Regions from separate parts of the Mus musculus genome. Here region 1 is linked to region 2. A link is a contact called in public HiChIP or PLAC-seq data. All regions are on one chromosome and are shown on one strand. Each heading gives the region's core, a stretch centred on a gene start, on an enhancer-like site or on the middle of the called end of the contact. The rest is flanking DNA. Distances are from core to core; before and after follow the strand shown. Region 1 overlaps Btbd9 (BTB (POZ) domain containing 9). Region 2 has its middle 21 kb from the start of Ccdc167.

Region 1 (3,318 bases), core at 425-2,924, 760 kb after region 2:
TTCTGTCCTGTCACAGAAACATCCTAAAGACAACTGCTAACAGTAATATACTCTGGTACTGTTACAAGAGATAAATCCGATTGTTATGTACTAACAGACTGACAACACACTGACGAGATAGTGAAATAGCACACACTAAATGCTATTTTCTTTATAAAAATGATTTTCAACATTAGCTTACACACTATTGGGTTTCATAATGGAATCTCCTTTGTACTTTTGCTGCCCTGTACATTACACTTGGCTATTATTCCCTCCCCTTTTCTCTCTGTCCACTCTGTCCCTACATGCTGGTCCTCTTCTTCCCCACAAATGTGCTTTCATGTTACATGTACTCCAGAGCCATCTCTTCCTCTTCTTCCTCCTCCTCCTCCTCCTCCTCCTCCTCCTCCTCCTCCTCCTTTCCCTGAAGAGATTGTCCTCCATTCATGGCCCCTCTCTACTTCAATGTCCTACACACATACGTAAGATTAGGTATGAGAGAATAAGGAAGGACAATATTTGTCTGACTCTAGCTTGTTTAACATGACTTCTGGTTGCACACACTTTTCTGCAGATGTCATGACTTCACTCTTTATGAGAGAATGGAGCTCCACTGTATTAGGTACCACATTTTCTTGTCCATTCATCTGCTGGTTGGTCCATTCTTAGCTGTTGCATTTGAATGCAGCAGCAAATAGGAACATCAGGTGTGTGGTGTGTGCACTGTGAGTCTTTCGGGGCCTATCTAGAAGTATTTTAGCTGGAGCATGGGCTAGTTTTTGTTGTCTAAGGAAACTTCTCTGACTTCCATGTTTGTGCCAGCTTATACCCCCACTAGCAGTATATGAGGACTGCCCTACAGTCATGTCTTGATGAAGCAATTCTGACTGAGGTGAGATGGAATCTCAAAGCAGTTTTAAGATCCATTTCTCTGATGGCTGACATTTCTGATGTTTGGACAGCTTTCCAAATATTTTTGGCCACTAAATAACATTTTTACAAATAACACATTTATGCATAACTATATTTAGAAAAAAGATAACTATACTATATGTTCTAGTGAACATGTCAAAGATAAGTAAAATTTCTATTGTCATATTTTAAAGTGATTACAAATTTTAAAAATCTCCTGAAATAGTCGAATTTATGAATCCATACCTTAAATTTACTTGGTTTCTTTAAACTAGGCTTATACATCATCTACCACCTTGATTTCAGCCAAAAATCATGAATTGGAATCTTGCTCTCACCCTAGAGAATCAATGGTAAAAAGGAAACTTACAGAAAAATATTTTTGTTTTGCAGCTTATGGCATGATACATCCATGAATCGCACTGAAAATTTGTCCCTTGAAATCAATCTATGTTTACACATAGAATGTGCCCCAAAGTTCTCTAACAGAGAAAAGTGTTTAATCAAACTATCTGCTGACAGCTGGTTAGAGCTGATCTGAGGGCAGAAAGAAATGAGCGCCAGCCACTGATCCTTTGTTTTGGGTATGGGAGCTGAATATGCAAATGAGCCCAGAGTGGAGCCTCATTATGTGCTTCACACTTCCAGTGTGATTTTAAGCACCCTAGGTATACACACACACACACACACACACACACAGAAAGCACAGCCATCTCAACAAGCCATGCGCGTCATCTGTTCAGAACCAGGAGCCGCATGCACGCGTCTACAACATTAACTGCAAGGCAGATGGTAGGCGCTGATCAACAGACACAAAATAAACCCCACGTCCTACTCCTCAAACAGTCCCTCAGTGCTTTCCTTTAGAAAAATATCAAGCAGCTTTTCTCTACTGTTGATTTGCAACTCCACGGTTACAATGGGCAACACAAAGGAGACTTCAAAGGACGAAAGATGTTCCTTGGCACAGATTTGCTTTCCTAGTCTTAGACAGGAGATAACACTAACTTTGAAACTCACAGAATTCTGTAGTTTTTATCAGTATCTAATGTGTAAATGAGCTCTTTCTATAACTGGAGGTTTAGCTTTCAAAATACATAATTACTGATCATTTTAGTCTGCATTGCATTTCTTTTGCAGGGTGAAATGATCTAAAACAGCTGTTATGTCCTAATAGCTTTATAATGTGCAGAGAATTTCTATGACTACCCAAAATTAAACCTATAGCTTCCCACCAGGCAGAATGTAGTCATGTGTACATGTGACCCACGTTATTTGGAACAATTATTAACTTATGAAATTATAATTTGAAGCATAATGAAGAAAAACCCTGCCATTCTTGAATGAGGTCAGAGACACCGAGCCCACACTGACCGCTCCCCACTGTCCTCAGCAGCACTGGACTGAAGGAGCCCAAGTGTCCCATTGCTGCCATTCCTTGCAGGGACCGAGCCCTCTATTTTCATACTGGGAGATGAATGTTCAGAAGGTGAACCAAGTCTGGCACTCTGCCCAGAACGTCTGGCAGCCGACAAGTAATCTGGTTTTATTGCTGGTCTACTCTCCCCTGAGCTGACCTTGCATCCAGAGAGAGCACCCTGAGCTGGGGACGTGTACCATTTATAATCATCACCAAGAAAGCACTGATCATCTTATTAACCATGAGACTGGTATGCATCATTCTCTTTAAACACATTCCTGTAAGGTGAAATAATTAAAAACCTTGTTTCCTCCTATCTCCCTTTAATAATGGGGGAGGGGGCAGCAATATTAAGAGAGTTTTCCAGAAAAATCTAATATTCAGGCAGCTACATTCAAGGACGATGAGAGGGTTAAGAGGACTCTGCTACGTGACAAGTATTACCTACAGAAGTGTAAAGGCAGGCCCAGGAATAATTAGACAAGTGCATAGGGTACATTGGGCCACTCCAGCTATAAATATTAAAGGTCAAAGCAATCACTGCCAGGCAGTGTGGGTGACGTCTGAAGGTACACAAGCCTAGTTCTGAACTAACATCAACCAACATCCCCCCAGAATACTGTCCTCAAAGCAAGCAGGACAGGAAGTGACTGCCACGCACAACAAAGGTGTGTCCACTCTGGCTTCTTCCACTGTCCTTCCAGCGTCTTGTCCTCTCACACTTACACAGTGGAGTTCCTTACTGCTGCTGTTTTCTTATCCATCCACACGCTCACAGGCTTGGAGACTAGACTCTGCCCCAGAGGTTCCACTAGTCAGTGTGCTCCTCCTCCAAGTTCCTCCATCTCTGCCATCTCTGTCTGCCTGTCAGAGGTCTCTGGCAACCATTCAGGAGCCCAGGCTCTGAGCAGCCTTGCTCTCACTCCCTGTGTCCACTCAAGAGACACACTGTCCTATGCCTAATAGCTCAGCATCTGCCTATTGGTTCTAGATTTCCTGAGTGT
Region 2 (3,594 bases), core at 931-3,430:
ATATTCCCGTGTAATATCACAAAGCTTTTGTGACTCACGAGGGTCTGCGGTGTTTGCTAACTACAAGAAAAAGAAGGGAAAGGGGAAAGAAACCATCTCCTGTCATATATATTTACAGCAAGCGAAGACGATTCCATAGAACAGGGCCTCCGGGCCCCACACGGGTAGACACCTGCTTGCCAAGGTCTGTGGCTGTGTCTGGGCCCAGGAAGTGTAACCTGCATAATCACGTCTCAGTCGAGGGCCTGTGTCCTACTGCCCAGAACCCATTACCCAGCCAATCTCCTGACACTAATCCCCCAGGCTCAGTGATCTGGGCTGGTGGGGGTTGGCGGTAATTGCACAAAGCTCTTTCCGATGCTCCGGTTCAGAACGCAGCAGCCGTTAAGAAAGAGAAACGAGGGGGAGGCTGTAGCAAGCTAATGAAGCAGGGGATGGCGGGGCCAAGGAGGTGAGGGTGACAAGTGTGTAAGCTGTCACCAGTGTGCTTAGATGACTCCCCATGGGACCCTACTCTATGCCAGCTGAGGTCACAGTAAGATCTGAGTTATCAGTAACCCTGCACAGCTTCGGTCCTCGCTGGACACAGCTGCTAACTTGTATATTTACTGAGCACTTGACTTGAGCTGGATACTGGACAAAGTGCTGTACCCTGTCCCCAGGAGCTGGATAGCTGTCTGGTAAAGAAAGGGGTTCAGAGCCGGGCGTGGTGGCGCACGCCTTCAATCCCAGCACTCGGGAGGCAGAGGCAGGTGGATTTCTGAGTTTGAGGCCAGCCTGGTCTACAAAGTGAGTTCCAGGACAGACAGGGTTACACAGAGAAACTCTGTCTCAAAAACCAAAAAAGAAAAAAAAGAAAAAAAAGAAAAAAAAGAAAGGGGTTCAGGTTCAAAGAGAGTCTGGTCTGGAGAGATAGTCAGGAAAACCAGAAACTCGAGAGCTTACTTGTCCATTTTTGGTTTTGTTGTTATATATTTATATACTTCTGTGATTTTAGGGCAGGGTCTCACAATATAGTTAGTCTTGTCTGGCTTGGAAGTTGAATCAAAGTGACCCACCTGCCTCAGTCTTCTGAGTCCTATGACTGTAGAAGTGTGCCACTATGGACACACACACTCATTGGTATCAAGTAGCCCAGGCTGGTCTCGAACTCCCAATGTATCAGAGGGTGACCTTGAACTCCTGACCCTCCGGCCTCTACCTTCCAAGTGCTGAGATTTCAGGAGTCACCACCACACCCAGCTCAAACTGGTGAACTTTTAAAACTGAGTTTTGAAGTTCATGTTCTGACTGATGTTGGAGGTCATCTAGACTTGCATCTGTGCCCTTAGCAATGGGAGCTGCCCAGCCAGGGTCCCAGCTCTGCAGCCCCGCATCTGAGAGAGACCAATGGGCAAGGTTATCAAGAAACTGAATAATATAGGTTTTCAAGGGAAAAAATGTATCAAATACGGTTTACATGAGATGGGTAAAAGTGGGTGGAGGAACAGGGAATAAGAGAAGGGAACTCAGGACTCAGAATGGCGGGGATGGGTGTAGGGGGTGGGTGTGGGGGTGTGGGGGTGTGGGTGGGTGTGTGGGGTGTCAAGCACAGGCAGAGAAATCCAGGTGGGCAGACATCTGACCACGTGGCCATGATTGCATTGGGCTTGTGGTATCAGGGCTGGAGATCCCGTGCCCCTCCCCCAGGCTTTGGCACAATTTTGGGGAAGGAATAAATTGATGGGAATCATAAAAGTCTCTGCATGCTGGCAGGTAACACTAAGGGCAACTAGGGGGCGCGAGGTATTTTAGCTGTGGGTGGAGTTTGAAGATGCCTCTCCCAGTGAGGAGAGGAGATGAAAGGAAAGAACGGACTTCCTTAATTTGTTCACACACACACACACACACACACGCACACGCACACGCACACTGGTCTCTGTTCTCCAAACACAACCATCAAGTCCCAACGCATGCACACAAGGGCACGTAGGAAGTGACAGTAAGAAGCCAGGGACAATGTCTCCAGCCCCCGCAGCCCACTTTTCCAGCTGCGATACACACACACACACACACACACACACACACACACACACACACACAGAGTGAACTAAGAGTTGAACGAGCTTGTCTGCAGCCGCTTCTGCAGATCCATCACAGAGCAGGAGCTTGGTGCAGATTTTGCAAACAGCTTGAGATTACTGAATTAATTAGAATAAAATTAATCAAAACACCCACCACAAAGGAATCTGAGCATGTGGAGTGTGACTCGGGAGAGGGAGGAGGCGCAGCAGAGAGAGGGGCACTGCAAGCCACAGCTGGCTTCCTGCCCAGAGTCCACTCAGCTGGGACAGGCCGGGAGTCAGAGGGGTAACGTCTACTGTCAGCCCGCACTTCGGCATGTCTCCAGAAGAGAACGCTGTCCCTCCATCTGGCTGTACATTTTGTTTGGGTTGAAGCAGACTGTGGTGGTGGTTGTGGTGGAGGGTAGTGAGTGGGCGGGGCTGCAGCAACAGACCAGAGGTCAAGAGATAGCAGTTCCAGTGTCCTGATCCTGTTTCCCAGGCTTGGACTTTTATTCTCAGCTTGAGTCTTTGTAAATCATGTACAATGGATACCTTGGATCCAGACCTAGACTGTCTAGGTTCAAGACTTGGCTCTGCCGCTTTGCCGGAATGAGAAGAACTAAGTAGATACATTGTTTCTCTGAGCCCAAGTGGGGGCAAAAAGAGCACTATTACTTATTCATCCTTATGGGACCACATCCAGGGAGCTAAGAGGTTATGCTCTCTTTCTTCAGCTTGCTCAGACAGGTCTTAATCCATCATCCCATCACTCCACCCACCCATCCATCCATCCATCCATCCATCCATCCATCCACTCATCATACTCTATCCATCCACCTATCCATCCATCGTTGATTAATTCACTCACTCCATCCATCTTCCTACCCATTCATGCAGCTATCCCTCCCCCTGGTTCCTCCATCCATCTCATCCCATCCTTCTATCCACCAACTCATCTATCTATCTATCCATCCATCCATCCATCCATCCACCCATCATCTGTCTGTCCATCCCATCCATTCACCTACTTACCCACACCCACCTATCTATTCATCCATTTATTATTCCTTCTTTCATCCTATTATGCATCCATCTATCCAATTGTCTGACACTGGCATAGAACTCATGGGGATACACAGATATGACCTCGCCCCTGCATAACTGGGGGTGTAATACCGGGGGCAGAGAAAACCTCACAGGGAGCTTTGAGCTGCATTCAGTACTTGGGGTCTCCACAGCCCTAGAAAGTCACTGTGGGCAGGGAACAGCCTGGGTAAAGTATTGTGCACGCACTTAGGTCCTAAAATACACAAGTGGTCAGTCAGGTAGACTGCACTTCTCCTGAGAACCTGTAATAGACCTAGCAGCTTCCTGGAGAAGCTCCCTGCTCCCTGCTGGGGTGCTAGCCTTCTCCCCAGATCTGCCCCACTTAACCCCATCTCTCCAAATCCCCCTCTCTAACTAGAGGCTTGGAGTTTGTCTCCTTTATGTCAGAATTACATTATCACAGAACTTAGCTGATCATAAGTATATACAAAGAACCCTTTTC

What was found. HiChIP or PLAC-seq counts read pairs in DNA pulled down with a chosen protein or histone mark.
Region 1: an H3K4me3 HiChIP or PLAC-seq map of embryonic basal ganglia shows a contact between it and region 2, with 4 times the contacts expected there. The contact joins two enhancer-like sites. A contact is called at or near these places in 2 of 39 promoter capture datasets (cranial neural crest and hippocampal neurons) and 1 of 115 datasets of contacts at active chromatin or transcription factors (embryonic basal ganglia).

The regions. Positions count from the first base shown.
Region 1 is chr17:30,496,132-30,499,449 of GRCm38.p6, forward strand. All of the region lies in intron 6 of Btbd9 (BTB (POZ) domain containing 9), which reads right to left. Among named protein-coding and RNA genes, the nearest start is that of Btbd9, 78 kb to the right of the region's middle. Within about 2 kb of position 1,675, at least 42 of the 459 cell types and tissues checked have an H3K27ac peak or open chromatin away from gene starts, as enhancers often do. A contact at or near this core is called in embryonic basal ganglia, where this site is marked.
Region 2 is chr17:29,736,346-29,739,939 of GRCm38.p6, forward strand. No RefSeq gene overlaps it. Among named protein-coding and RNA genes, the nearest start is that of Ccdc167, 21 kb to the left of the region's middle. Within about 2 kb of position 2,181, at least 36 of the 459 cell types and tissues checked have an H3K27ac peak or open chromatin away from gene starts, as enhancers often do. A contact at or near this core is called in embryonic basal ganglia, where this site is marked.